2 separate regions of the Mus musculus genome follow, and region 2 is linked to region 1. The links are chromatin contacts, called in public HiChIP or PLAC-seq maps. All regions are on one chromosome and are shown on one strand. Each heading gives the region's core, a stretch centred on a gene start, on an enhancer-like site or on the middle of the called end of the contact. The rest is flanking DNA. Distances are from core to core; before and after follow the strand shown. Region 1 holds the start of 9330159M07Rik (RIKEN cDNA 9330159M07 gene). Region 2 holds the start of Mthfs (5, 10-methenyltetrahydrofolate synthetase).

The links. HiChIP or PLAC-seq counts read pairs in DNA pulled down with a chosen protein or histone mark.
Region 2: a contact with region 1 is called in an H3K4me3 HiChIP or PLAC-seq map of embryonic stem cells, with 4 times the contacts expected there. The contact joins the promoter of Mthfs here to the promoter of 9330159M07Rik in region 1. A contact is called at or near these places in 2 of 115 datasets of contacts at active chromatin or transcription factors (embryonic stem cells and stem cell-derived neural progenitor cells).

The regions. Positions count from the first base shown.
Region 1 is chr9:88,856,272-88,860,350 of GRCm38.p6, reverse strand. 9330159M07Rik (RIKEN cDNA 9330159M07 gene) reads left to right here and starts at 1,481. Exons shown (of 5, transcript NR_037983.1): 1 at 1,481-1,542; 2 at 1,907-1,961; 3 at 2,051-2,125; 4 at 2,480-2,537. Gm26611 (predicted gene, 26611) reads right to left here and starts at 1,383. Exons shown (of 3, transcript NR_166624.1): 1 at 1,110-1,383. LOC115487268 (a small nucleolar RNA gene) reads left to right here and starts at 2,587; the gene lies at 2,587-2,658. It also overlaps the pseudogene Gm9775.
Region 2 is chr9:89,209,816-89,213,961 of GRCm38.p6, reverse strand. Mthfs (5, 10-methenyltetrahydrofolate synthetase) reads right to left here and starts at 2,772. Exons shown (of 3, transcript NM_026829.2): 1 at 2,651-2,772. The coding sequence starts at 2,767.

The DNA of each region.
Region 1 (4,079 bases), core at 232-2,731:
TCTAATGACCTTAAAAAGCTAATACTGTGGCTATGGAGATGGCTCAACAAAGCATTGGCTTTGCAAGCCCATGGACTCGAGTTTGATTCCCAGAACTACATAAAAATGACGTTAGTTGTGGTCCATGCTTATAACTTCTGAGCTGGAAGGAAGAAACAGAAGGATCTCCTAGACTGTGCTCAGCCAGTCTAGCCTGATTCCTGAGCTCCAGATCAGTAAGAGGCCCCATCTCAAAGGAAATAAATGGAGCTCTTCAGAGTAACACCTAAGGCTGCCCTTCAGCCTCTGCATGCATGTGTGTACCTGGGCACATAGATTTAAAAAGAACCAAATTAAGACCACAGGCTTGAAATGTAGCCCAGAGGCACAGTCCTTAACCAGATGCTGTGACAAGCTTTTACCATGTGATTCTATTCCCTACCTTCTTTCTATGGCAAACCTTATGTGATGTTCTTACCCAAACGGCTTTTATTCACTTATCATCATTACTACTGCATGTGTGCATGATGTTTGTGTTGACCCACATACCACGGTGAAAATATGGTGATCAGAGGACAGCTCTGTGGAGTTTATTCTCCCTTCCATCTCTACATGCGTTTCAGGGATTGAACTGAGTTCACCTCATTTTCATGGCAAGCACCTTTTTCCAATAAGTCATCTCATTAGCCCTGTTTGCACTAATTCTTAAATTCTGCCTGATCAGACTGGATGGAAGTTCCTTACTGACTGCTTCAGGAACATCAAAGACTTTGGTGTGGGGGCTGGTGAGATGGCTCAGCTGGTAAGAGCACTGACTGCTCTTCTATAAGGTCCTGAGTTCAAATCCCAGCATAAAATAAGTCAACCTTGCCATAAAATAAATAAAGGACAATTGGTGGCTTTTGACCTGCTGCCTCCTCTGTGAAACAGAATGTTTAACTTCTGAGGATATTGACAGTATAACTGTCCCTAAAGTCTGGTAGTGAGAGGGGTGGGACTGGGGTGGAGGTTGGACCTGGCTGGGCGCCCAAGCAGGGGTTGGATATCAAGCACCGGACAGTGTGGCCCTCTGAAGACCAGCAGCATCCCCAGAGCGCATGAAGGATAAATGCGTGGCTTTTCCGTTTCACCTGTGTAGTTCTGCCCTTCCCCAGCGCGGCTGCCACCGGGTTAGAGTTGGGGTGAGGTCAAGGCCACTCCTGGCTGCCAACCTTCTCGAAGCAGGCGATACCACGCCTGCAACTGCGGCAGTTCGTTTGAATTTTGGCGCCACTCCCACTCCACGTCGAGCTAAGCGGCCTGCCAGACTGGGAAGAGACCGGTGGTGGAGAGCCAGCGGGAGCGCGCGCAGCAGCGGAGACACACGCGGCAGGCGGGCGGGCGGACCGTTGGGCGGCGCGCACCAAGCCGGAACAGCCTGGAAGAAAAGACCCACAGCGTTTCCACGCCTTGTTTCAGGAACGGCCACGCCCCCACGTGCTCTCGCGTCCAATCGGTGCCAGAGGGAGGGGCAGCCTTGCTCTCGCTCCACTGAAACTATAAAGGGACCTGCGGGGGAAAGCTGTAGGTTACTCTTTTAGGCCGCCCAGTGACCAAGCAAAATGTGGGGTTGCAGAGTAAATACAGATGCTCCGGTTCTGCGGAGCAGCCCTCGGGACTTGAGTTTAGGGTATGGGTGTAAACTACCTGGGAGAAGTGCGCAGCAGCAAAAGAGATTTCGGGATTGGAGCTTAGGTCCCGTCCCGGGGAGATTGGGACTGGGCGGCCTGGCTGAAGGTCACTTGCTTTCTGGTTCCTTAGTCCCAGTTTGGGTGGGTTCTTACACAGCAGGGTTTGTAGAAAAATATGCAAGGCTTTTTGTGCTGTTTGGAAGGTTCGGGTGACACCTAGGTGACATCCGATTATATGCACATGAATCCTTTCACAGGGACCATGGCTCATCATTCTTAACATCCTCGAAGCAGTTGCAAAAAGATAAAAAGGTAAGGGAGATACAGCTTAGTTTTCTAATTGAAGTATTAGAGCAATAGGAAGTGGTGTGTGATGCTTAAAATGTGTTTCTTTTCATTAGATGAAGGGGAGCCCAAAGCTTCCGACAGAATTCATAACAGAAAATAACTTGATTAAAGCCTGACTCTTTTAAAAGGTATGTATGAAATCTAGATTTACATTTTTGCCAGCATACATTTTTACTGTTGGTGCAAAGAGAATCAGCTTCTCGGAAATGTACTGTTAAATAGTCCTGGCCCAACACAGCAGCTTCTCCTACTCTGGCCTTTCTAAGTTGGAGTGGCTGCAGTGAATGTAGTGAATGTACAAATTGATTGTACAAACAGTTGTGAGACGTACCGGGTCTGAACAGTGATGGACTACATCCCGAAGATGATGACCTGAAGACAGATACAGCGTCTGAGAGAAGACCATTGTGTTTAAGTGAAGTTTAAGTCTTGTTTGTTACGCAGTTCTTTCTCATAGCATGTCATGGTACCTCTTTCTGTAGTGAATGCTGACCAGTGAGATGCCAGCCTGCCTGTGAAGATCCTGCAGCAGGAGTGCATGTGAGTGGTGCTCTGTTTTGTTTTCTGCTGAGCTTACTGTCGTTGGTCTAGTCTATGATGATCCTATCCCGAACCTGAATTCCTGTTGAAAAACCATAATTACGGATCTGGCTTCTGAGATGGACCATTGCAAAGGACTATTGTGTTCTTCTTTAATGTTGGCAGTAATGTGATGCCTGTTTTTTGTTTGTTTGTTTGTTTGTTTGTTTTGTTTTGTTTTTATATTTTAGGACCTGTGACACTAGACTTCTTGCAAATGAACACTAGATATGGTAACATCCAGAAAAGGCAGAGACAAGAAAATTCACAGTCTGAGTACTGGGGTGTTTGAGATGGGGTCAATCTACATGTCTCTAGCTGTCCCTATGTAGTGATCGGGACAGAATCTGGTATGGCCTGCAGAGTTGATTCCTGTATTTTTTTTGTGGGCTGTATGTAAATGGATTGTTTTTGACAATCCATTCGACCATGTTCTCTGCTGTGACAGTCATGGGTGAGCTGGTGACAGACACACCTGTACAGACTGAGCAGAGTGAATGCAATCCTGACTATAAAGCAGCAGATCACTATTTTTGTGATTGTAAAATTGGTTATGAGCCATTTCCTTATTCATCTGACAGTGGTTGCTTGGGAGTGCTGCAATAAGCATTCAGTAGCAAATATTTCTTCAGGTTTTATTTTTAATGATGAAAAAAATAAGTTTATTATAATTTATTTTATGTGACGATCTAGGAAGTTTGGGCCCATCAGCAGTTCCAGTGCAATTTTGGACGCAATTGGGAATTCAGGAATTTCAATGGAGCTGTTAGCATAGGGGACCTTATAGGTCAAATTCATGTACACTTTCAATAGCACGTGTGAGGGGATCTCTCTAAAATTGACCTCGTTGGTTCCATTCTCCGCAAACTAACCTGGACTGCTCCACATGGCCTTTCTTGTTCCTGATGTTGATGCATGTTCTCCTTTTACAATAAATTCATGACCATTAGAAGACAATGATTTCACATACATAGCATCAGGGCCTTCACAGCCGCTGTAGGCTTTCTCCACTCCATCCATTATGTTCTTATAAAATCCTGTTTGATCCCAGAGGAACTTTAGTAGTTTCCTGTCCAGGCCTAGACTCGGCCTGCTTGTACCTTGCCTCCGAGGAAGTGCTTTTCAGGATTTTTGTGTCAGCAGACTGATTAACCAGAGTGTCCTGTTACATGTTCCACTTCCATGGTAATTGAGTTTTCAAAGTTGGTGAGCTACGTGCACTAATGCCAATCTCCTTATTAGGACGATTGTGCACACGATCAGGTTTCCCTGTGAAATTGTCACACAATGCCTTGATTACATTTGTCCAGCCCTCCCAAGTGCTAAAACTAAGTGGGCTGTCAGTGATAGCTTTCACTTCTAAGTTCTTACTGGTGCATACTTCCATTTTCCTTTGAGGTAACTGGCAAGGGTTGAACTTCCTTCCGTTTTTTTGAGACAGTGTCTCAAAATTGACCTGGTACTCAACTATAGAGATGGCTGGCCTCAGTTTATAGATTAAGG
Region 2 (4,146 bases), core at 1,523-4,022, 350 kb before region 1:
CAGCACCATTAAAACATGGACACAGGAGGTGGGCAGACTCCATTCTTCCCTTAGAATTCCAAACAGTATCTGCAAAAACAGAGGAAAGCTTGTAGCTAACACACTTTCATTCATAAATGCATATTTATGAATGCCAAGGGCCAGGGGTTTCATCCATTGTCATGTACAAGGTCCTCAGTTGAGGCTCACTACCCCCAAAAGACAGAAATATGCATAGCCAATCAAGGATTTTCAACTATTTTGAAAAAACAAACAAAATACAAAATAGAAGGATTTTTTAAACATAAAAAAAATAGAATTGAAAAATGATTTAGTGACAAACAGGTAATTCAAAAGATGGGGATGATTTTTAAATTCTAATTAGTCTTCACAGACAAACTGAAAATAATAACTGAATCTATAAAACATTAATGGACTGCTAGGGAAAGGAATCAGTAAGAGACCTAAGGAATACTCATTAGACATTAAAACTGTGATTAGCCAAATGAAAACAATCTAGGAGGCCCTATGAGGGAGAAAGATTAAGAAAAAAAATAAGAAAAGTAGTTAAGAGACACAAAAGATTAATCTAGAGTTTTTATTATCTAATGAAAAAGAATTTCTGAAAGATACAAAGGAAAACCGGTAATCAAGATGTAACAGTTTGAATGACAATGAACATGATAGGTTCACACATTTGTTTCTTCAAAGGGAAAGATATATTACCTGTTTTACATCCAGAAGGTGGGGAATGAATTTAGTTAATAGCCTGGTGACCTCTGAACTGTCTGCATGGCTCCTCCAGATTCTTATGTTTGTCTCAGTTATCCTCCCTAGACCTCTATCTTGAGCATTGTTTCTCAGTCAGTAGAGCCCATCTTTATGGGAGATGGCATGTGTACTTTACAAATGAGAGCAGAGGTGGTTAATAACCTGGTGACCTTGGCACTATCTATATGACGGAGACTACACCGAGACCCTTAACTTGTCACATGTAGTCAATCTATAGAATTCATCACTACGGGAGAAGACACATGTCCCTTGTATGGCTTAAGCCATAATTATTTAGAAACTCTTTTGAATTTTAATTAAGTTAATTAAAATGAGGAGATTTTTCTCCCAAAATGTGCTATGTTTAAATATGCCTAAAATAAGTGTAAGACTCTAGAAGTTTGAACCAACCCCAGGTACCAAATCATGTTGAGTCAGACTTCCTTCTTGCTTCATGCTGAAGACACTCTTCTTACCTCTGTGGTCACAGAAACCATCAAAGTGAGCTTTGAGATTCCAAAAGCCCACAGCCTATGGCAGACCCAGGACTCTCACTACCTCCACCTTGTGGATAAGATGTAAGCGCTCAGCACCATGCCTGCCTGCCTGCCTGCCTGCCTGCCTGCCTGCCTGCTTCCAAGCTTCCCACCAAGATGATCACAGAGCAGCCTTCTGAACCTGTAAGCAAGCCCAAATGAAATGCTTCCTTTTATAAGTTGCTATGGTTATGGTGTCTCTTCACAGCAATAGAACAATAACTAAACCACAAGATATAATGCATAAATGAAAACATTGGTCTCTAGATTGGAACCCATAGGTATTGAGCAGAATGACAATAAAGTAATTAAAATTTGATTAATATGGACCAAATTGGAGTTGAAGATATTTTAATATACAATATATTTAAAAGTTGTGACTAGAGAGATGGCTCAGCAGTTTAAGATCACTTGCTGCTCTTGCAGACAACCTGGGTTCAATTTCCAGCACCCACATAGGGACTTACAACCTTCCTGAACTCTGTCTAGTTCCAAAGGATCTGGCACCCACTTCTAACCTAAGACACCAGGCACACACACACAATGGACTTACATACATGCAAGCAAAACACGAATACATTTCAACTACAAATAGTGCCAATCGTATAGGTATTTTCTTTAAAATAATTCCGTTGAGGATATACTCTTAAGGAAGCTGAGGAAAACTAAGTAAGAAAAGAGACAAAACAAGAAAATAAGGACCAGAAACAACCCCAACTCAGAAGCAGCAACCCAAGGTGTAATGCTGTGCAGTGAACGCAGCTAAGTCACAGCATCAACAGTTATCTCCCCTTAGATAAAACTCACAGTGGAGTTTTGCCAAAATAAAGGTACAGGCGATTTAAAACTCCTAGAAAAACAGACCCAAATTCCATGTATGTTCTAAGTATGGGCAAATAAAATACAGCGCATTTTTGAACAGTTGTATCACTGAGCCATATCCCCAGCCCTACAATGGTTCCATTTGTCTCCTTCCTCTGCTACATCCCTGATCCCTTAGGGGCTACAATCATGTTTGTCATCTGTATTACCCAACTCATAAAAAAAAAAAAAAAAAAAAAAAAGTTTACTAGGTGTTCAACACATGCGAATGGATTTCAATTAAACCGGAGAGTGATTCGACAGTCTCTACAGCTCCTAATGGCTGCAATGCCTTTCCTAGCAATAACAAAATAGCTCTGTGAATGACCAAACCTGCCCGGAAGCTCAGCTCGCTCCCTCACAAGCTCCAGGACCAGCGAGAGCCGCCCTTGCCTGCGGAGCGCGCTCCCCGGACGACGCGCACGCGCCCCCGGGGAGGTGCGCCTGCGCAGACTCGCGAGCCCACCCTTCCCGGAGTTTAACTCCCGGCAGTCTTCTCGCACCTTCTGCGTGAGGAGGAGAGACTGGCGCAGCCGTTCCTCCGCGCTCAAGGCCCTCAAGCGCTGCTTCAGCTCGGCCCGCAGGCCCCGCTTGGCACTGTTTACCGTGACCGCCGCCATTCCTGGCAAGCACCGCCCCGGCCACGCCCATCACCCTCGGAGCTTAAGGGGCGGGACTCCAAATCCCCTGCCTCTGTAAACCTGCAGAGGTGCACAGGCCACTTAGGCATCTGAGCAGACTCCCGTCCTGTGTTGGCAGATAACAGCATGGTGTGGCGTCCTTGACCCTTCCTGCTTGATAGCTGGGGACTGTGCACGTAGCCCAGTGTGCTTACCCTCTCTCTCAGACCACAAAAGGTCGCCATGCTTCTGCAGAGGGTCTAACAAAGGCTGTCAACTATACTCCAGGACTCGATATTCATCTAATTGTGGAGTACAGGGCTCGAGAAGCTTCAGAAGGGCAAAGCAAGCTAGACATGCCTATACATCATACCGGAAGGCTCTTGGTTCCTCCTGGTCAATGTAAAACATTCTCCTTTACCACCAAGTGCCTTCCTCTCCCTTTCAGTCAGTTGGCTCCTTACTGATAGATTTTGGGCCCGCTTTTATAACATATGGCAGGCCCTTTCTGGAGATGGATGTTCCCTCTCTGGACAGCTCAGGACTCAGTCAGACTGTTCCTTGTTATAGAAGTATTTAACCGCTGTTGCCATCTGCTGTTTAGAGACAGATAATGCCTTTTTCTAACAGGACGTTTGACTGAGAATGGAGCAGAGAACAAAGTAAGTAGATTTGAGAAGCACTGACTCAGATTTACCACCCCATGTTACAGTGCAGTACCCGAGGACTGATTTTTTGAGAGTTAATTTTTCAGAGCTGCGGAGATAGTTTAGTTGGTAAAAAGACCAACTACACCAGCACGAGAGAGCTGAGTTCAGATCTCTGGCACCTGTGTTAAGGGATATGTAGTTCAGTTCCGTAAGATCTAAGTGCCTGGAGACAAAGCAAGGTGGGAGAGAGAGAACATAGCTGAATAGAATCTTATCATGAACAGTAAACAAACGCTGGATTCACTTACATCTACAGACCATGTCAGTGTGCCAATGTAATATCCATTCACCAATAGTTGAACATGAGTGTGGTGTATGAATTCGTTTCGACTGAAAACATGTGAGACATGGAGAATCCTGAGCCATCCTTAGACCTAGGGAGTCCTAATGGTTATCTTAACATCATCCTCAGGTGATTCCCTACCCATAATAATGTTTGAGAATCACCACCATAAACCAATGTATTCATCAACTATTAATTAGCAGGAATAAATAGAACTTAGCATGGATATAGTCCTGGGTTTTATCACCAGCACTATACCAAATAATAATAATAATTATTATTATTATTATTATTATTATACATGTTAAATTGTTGCTGTTAAATTCTGAAGGCAGGGCTTTTCTGGATATTCATGACAATTATATGTGGCTCCCTACATAGACACA